Regions from separate parts of the Triticum aestivum genome. Here region 2 is linked to region 1. A link is a contact called in public Hi-C data. All regions are on one chromosome and are shown on one strand. The core of a region is the stretch at or near the end of the contact, and the rest is flanking DNA. Distances in the headings are between cores, read along the strand shown. Region 1 holds the start of LOC123070093 (ABC transporter G family member 37). Region 2 holds the start of LOC123070095 (protein YIPF1 homolog).

Evidence for each region. A called contact is a pair of places that touch in the nucleus more often than the background predicts.
Region 2: a Hi-C map of leaf shows a contact between it and region 1, with 5 times the contacts expected there. The contact joins the promoter of LOC123070095 here to the promoter of LOC123070093 in region 1. A contact is called at or near these places in 2 of 5 Hi-C or Micro-C datasets (both in leaf).

What each region holds. Positions count from the first base shown.
Region 1 is chr3B:407,068,977-407,072,133 of IWGSC CS RefSeq v2.1, forward strand. It overlaps LOC123070093 (ABC transporter G family member 37), which reads right to left and starts at 1,436. Exons shown (of 20, transcript XM_044493116.1): 1 at 852-1,436. The coding sequence starts at 1,301.
Region 2 is chr3B:407,874,364-407,877,520 of IWGSC CS RefSeq v2.1, forward strand. It overlaps LOC123070095 (protein YIPF1 homolog), which reads left to right and starts at 1,471. Exons shown (of 5, transcript XM_044493118.1): 1 at 1,471-1,723; 2 at 1,793-1,913; 3 at 1,999-2,215. The coding sequence starts at 1,664.

The sequences.
Region 1 (3,157 bases), core at 186-2,685:
GGTGGCCATCGGCGGAGGGGTTTTCTTAATTTTTTTAAAGGGGTGGCCATCGGCGGAGCATTGTTTTGAGTGCCGTGTGTCTAGTATTATCGCTCTGTTGCGGGCCGAGCCCGGCGTCGCAACAGTTTGGACTTGTTGGGCTACTTTACGCTAGAAGAAATTTAGTACACTCCTAAGATCCTTTTTCTTGTCTATAAAAAAACATTTATCTTTGGAACAGAAAAAATATTAGTAGGACTTAGTACAATTTGAAAGGAGAAAGAATTAGGACTTGAATATTATTAGGTGGCGGCTAGGCAGAGAAAAAGCCTCGAAAGCGAGACACGGTCAGAGTAATATTTTGTGCAGGACAAGTAGCCGAAACGGTAGTAATTCTGCAACGTGTGTGCTTGGTCGTTTGTGAAGCCAAGAAAATATCACGCGCCGAGAGGCGACTCACCTACCGCATTGCTTGCTCGCTGATGAGCCAAAAGCATACAGCTCGCTCGCAAGTTGCAATCGCAAGAACGAGAAAACAAAGCCCCTACTTGGCTTCAATTCTCGCAGCGTCGCTGTCGAGCAGTGTATATAACCATAAGAAAAACGAGAGAGCACTGTCACTCGCCTCCATCGCGGAACCAGCGGCACCAAAAGCAGCCCATACTCATCGACTAATTGGTCCTACCATGCACCAGTGCTCGGGCTCAGCCAAGCCAGGACTGATTAGTTAACGGAGCAGGTCATCATTAACTATGATCAACATGCTTGTTCCAATGGTGTGGAGAAAAACAAAGACAAATTGAAGCTAAGCCGCCATGGACTGTGGCATCGGTTTCGCAGAGGAACTGAACCTTTTGTGCAGGCGGCTTTACCTCGAGTGTGTTGGTGACGGAGTTGATGAGCGTGGGGAGGCCGCGGTTGCCGACGCGCACCTCGGCCTCGATCTCCAGCTTCTCGAACCGCACCTCGATGGTGGGGTAGTCGATGCCCACCCTGTCCATGCGCTCCTTGAGCTTGAGGAGGAAGTTCTCGTGGTCGTCGTCGGCCGCGCGGACCAGCCGCTCGATGAGCGCCCGGCTCTCGTGGGCGCCCAGCCGGCCCACGTCCACCTCCACCTTCTCCCCGCCGTCCTCCACCGTCAGGATCCCGCGCCGCACCCGGTCGTACGTGGGCAGACGCTCCAGGGCCGCCCACCGCAGCGCCTCCTCGTCGTCCTCCTCCTCCTGGAACCGCGACGACGTCCGCGAGAACACGTCGTCGCCGCGACGCCATAGCGAGCTGTCCCGCCGCAGGCTCGTCACCCGGTGGATCTCTCGATCCATCTTCGCCTTTGCTTACTTATCTTCCTCTTCCTCCTCCGTTGATCACTCTCTGCACTGGCTTGGGTTAGCTCTGTTGCGCAGCTCCTCCTTGCCTTGCGACAGGGGGCTGGTTTGGCTTGGGGTACGAACTGGTAGGAAGGGAGCAGACGAAGGCGTCCTTATATATACGCCCAGGAGAAGAGAAGGGAATGGTTGAGGCTGGTGAGGAGGAAGACCACGCCAGCGAGCCACATTATCGAGTTTCGCCTCACCTACCTTGAGCGAGTCCTTGACCTTGACACATTTTGTACAGGTCCGGTGCACTGTGCGAGCTTGGACCCGGCACGGGATGTGGTGGTCGTCGAACTGCTAGATAATGAAACTGAGCTTTCGAGCTCTTCATTTTTCACGCGCGTGTTTACACGGGGGAGCTTCCTGGCATCAGCGGGGCTTTTGTCTCTGCGTCGAGGCCGAGGCCGAGGCGGGCAGTGGTCAACATGCATGTCCCGGAACTATTCGATTCGAGGCTGCTCTTGCCGCGGTAGGTTCGTTTTTTGCCAGTGATAGTATGATATTACGAAGAGGGCAGCCGCCTGCAGCCACTTGCAGCTGCAGAGTATACTACTACGACTAGTACTAGTAGTCTCTGATTGTTAATTATATAGTGTCTACTTTGGATGGGTGTGGTTAAACAAATCGTGTCCAGCTAGGACGATAAGGCCCGGCGACGACAACGGCGGCTGCGACCGTCGGTTCCTCCATCCAACGGCTCATCTGAGATTGCATCGCCCATTCGTTTCGTTAGGGGTGTCGACATGAGCAATGACCGATAGATTATTCATGGCCACCCAATCACGTGTACAAAAGTCTTTTCAGGCGAATTCTCGCCCCAGTTGGTTCAATTTCTCTTCATCCATTGGTCTATCTTATCTTTTCTTACATGTACTGATGATGTGCATTTAAACTAATTTCATATTTTTTTATCTTGGGTCGCTTTCCCACGGAGAAATTAGATCCACGATGTGGATTTTTTTAACCCAGTACAGATGCACACTCTCATACATGAACGCAATGATCTGATTATTGAGTTTGAGGATGAGAACCTTCTGGCTGCGGCGGCTCACGAGTCCGATGTGGATATGCACGAGGGTGACGGCAGCGCGGGAGCTGAGGAGCCGCTGGTCGAGGACTCTGGACGACAGTTGTCCAAGGGACCAGGGTCTGAGACCGCGGCGACCGGGGATGGAGCAGCCCCACCCTCCTCGGTGCCTACGACGACTCTGAGATTTGGGTCTTTCGGACCCTCTTCTGCACCCCCGAGGCTGTGGAGTGATCGGGTCGAGTCCGAGGAGGATTCTGAGCTCGCGTTGCCTGCTTTGGGGTTTGAGGATTCTATGTGCACTTTTCCTGGAGAACTTGGGGCCTCGTCGACCTCGGCCTGGGGAGAGGAGGAGGAGAGTCGGCAGGTGGCCACTCCCTCTCGTGCTCAGCACGCTATACCTCCTCAGGACGTGACGCCGGTGGCCCTGGCTGGTTTGTCGGGAGGAGTCCCGGGGCAGGCGGCCTCGGGTTGCTCTTCTCCTGCTGAGGTAGGGGATTCGGGGCAGGTGGCTCCCGTGTCCTTTTCTTTGTTGGGACGGGGTCTGGGGCAGGTGGCCTCGGATACCTTATCTCCCGTCGCGTCTACCTCTCTGCTGGTGGCGGCTCTGCCTTCGGGAGAGGGCTCGGGGCAGATGGCCTTGGAGCCTTCTTCTCCTACGGCGCCTGTGGTGGTGGCTTCTCCAGTGCTGGGTGGGGAGCGAGGGCAGGCGACCCTTGCACTCCCTTCACCACCCTCGCTGCCGGCTCCGTCCTGCGGGGCGCGCCAGGCGTCTGAG
Region 2 (3,157 bases), core at 221-2,720, 810 kb after region 1:
GCAGGTATGGCGTCTGCTCCAGGAACCAGACACACTTAGTGCGCGGATTTTAAAAGCCCGGTATTACCCTTTGGTGGACATTCTTGATGCAACCTTAGGATCTCACCCGTCACAGGTGTGGCGCTCGATACTTGAGGGAAGAGACATTCTTGCTCTTGGACTGATTAAGAGGATTGGTTCTAGGATAGGTACGCGCATCTGGGAGGATAACTGGCTACCTCGTGATTACAGGTTGAGGCCTATCTGTCAAATATCGACAAACCCACCACAATTTGTCTCAGAACTCATTGATCCCGTAACAAGGACGTGGAGGAGGGATGTGATAGAACAACACTTTCTTGCACCGGATGTCGATGTTATTCTTAATATACCTTTGAGTTCGAGGGTGCAACCAGATTTCTGGGCATGGCACTATGACAGAAAGGGATTTTTCTCGGTCCGGTCGGCATATAGGATGATCAACGCTATCAAATTTCAACGGGAAGTTTGGCTAGAACACAGGGGAGGCCACTCGAATCCAGCTCGGGAGAATAAGTCGTGGTCCTTGCTATGGAAGGTCAAAGTCCCCTCAAAACTCAGAATTTTTGTATGGAGGCTATCACATACGTCCTTGCCGATTGGTTCCACAAGGCATGGAAGGAAGATGGCGGACTCGGCAGCTTGTTCTTTGTGTGGTGCGGAGAATGATACTTGGAGACACTCACTTTTTGACTGCCGGATGGCAAGGTGTGTGTGGGCGCTGGGTGATGAGGAGACCGTGGAGCATGTTCTATCTAATCAATCCGATGATCCCAGATTGTGGCTCTTTTGGCTGTTTGATACAGTGGAACAGACGGAGTTGGCAAAAGTTTTGGTCACCATGTGGGCCATCTGGTGGGCAAGGAGGAAAGCGATCCATGAGGAAGAATTTCAAAGCCCCTTGTCCACTATGTGTTTTATCAACAGATACCTAGAGGATCTTGACATTGTCTCCATGAGCAAACCTGCAGCTGGACGGCCACCACAGCAGCGATCCCACAGGTGGAAGGCGCCAGAGGGGGAGGTAGTTAAAATCAATGTGGATGGTGCAATCTCACGGAACGCAAAAGGGGTGCAGTCTCGGCGATAAGCAGGGACAAAGAAGGGAGGTATTTGGGCAGCGAATCTGAAAGCACTTGCGTGCAGCGAGGCATTAGCTCTGGCAAAGGACCTCAACCTCTCACACGTGATCATAGGTTCTGATTGTATGCAAGTGGTCTCGGACATCAGAGGGAATGTGCTATCATCTTATGCTGTAGTTATTAGTGAAATTAGAGAGTCTATGAAAGATTTTGTGAGTGCTAGTTTTAGATATGAGTGTAGGAAGGCCAATGCTGAAGCTCATGCCATTGCAAAGGCTGCTTCAGCTCTCCCTTCTGGTCGCCGCTTGTGGCTAGGGATCCTACCGAATATCACTTGTATTCCTTCTGTGTTATCTTTGGAATAAAATCCCTAGTTCACCTAAAAAAACTTGGCAAGAAGGCGCGGGTTTATAACAGCCGCAACAAGATCCGAGAAGACATCCACCCATCTCTTTACGCGGCCGGCCCGCCTAACTCTCACCTTGCCGCTGCGGGACGCTTGCTCCGCCCCGAAGCTTCCCTTCCCCGATCCTCCGCCGCGGCTGTTTCCGTCGCCGGTCAAGATGATGTCCGGCGGTGGCTACTCCGCCCTCGACGATCCCAAGGCCTCCGGATCCGTCCCGGTAAGTACTCATCAACCCCTCGCCCACCGTCCATCTCTTCTCGCGCCTCACCTCTCACGTCTCGCGCAGGCGGCGACGGGGCCAGATCCGCAGACCATCAAGTTCACTGAGTCCAACCTCCAGACCTTCCCACCCTCAGAAGCCAAGGGCAAGATCTCTGGCGCCTACCGCCCGCCCACTGACTCCGACGGTGAGATCAGATCTCCTCCTCTCCACTCTCTGCTCTGACATCGGATCTCCATTGCGGATCTGACTTTGTTCTAGCGGCTGTGCAGACACCTTCTCGTCCAAGGTTGGAGGGGGCGGCGGAGGCAGGGGTAGCGATGGTGGGTCGGACGATGCCGCGCAGGGCGGCTGGTTCCGGATGTTCTCCGTAGCTGCCTACAAGCCCTACTTCGACGTTGACACGTCCGATGTCGTGGAGAGGATCTGGGAGTCGGTCTTCCCCTTCCGCGGCAACTTCACCGAGAAGACTTCCGACAAACCCGACCTGTATGCTTTACCCGCATTCCCCTACTTTATTTATATATGTTGGCTTCATTCCTCTTGTTGATAAGATCGGTATGCTTGAGAATGAATGCGGCAAGAGTAGTAAAATGTTAGAATGCTTTAGTGTTTTTGCTGGACATGATTCCTGATACAGTGTCTTCAGTTGTGGAATGAGAGTGTGTTGTTGATCTACTAGTTAAGAATAAGGTTTTAGTTTCATGAACCAGTTCCTTCTGTGTCTGACCGTTCCATAAGATCTGCGTTATGGTATAGTGGGGTGTATTGCTCTTGATCCACCTGATCTCTACATGGATGATTAATGCCTGTGAAGAGTGGGAATGCTGTTAAGATGATTCCTTGGCCTTGAAAGTATCTTCTAATGGCAGGCCCTTTGTTTAGAAGAGGGAGAAGGGTTTATTTCTAGCAATGGGTGTGACATTGGTTGCTGTTGTTTTTTCTTATGTAAGTGGATTAAGTGGAATACTGGATTTTCCTTTCATCCTTTGGTATCCTGATGGAAATCTAATCGTTTAGTGGCAGATATTTCCTAGGATTATTTTCCTTTAATCACGTGTATAATTTATAGAAGCCTTGAAATATTCAAATGCTTACATTAAGCTTTCATTTCAGCTGTTTTGTAGACTATTTCATTTCATTAATATGTGCCGCGATGCGAGTGTATCTATCCTGATTCTTCCTGCAATGAATAATAATACAAGTCCTAATCATGTCAAGTTAGGACAGTACTGGTTCACAACGATTAAGTGTTTGTAACTGATAGTCGGATATGATCTAGATAGCTTGTCATATGTGCAGACTATCCTTTGCGGTGCTATCAACTATATTTTTGCCACCTACTTTATTGCCTACGTCTAAATTTTACAATAATAATAGGAGCCACACGTGCTGGTTTATATTAGCAGTTCACCATGTTCTGATTTTTTC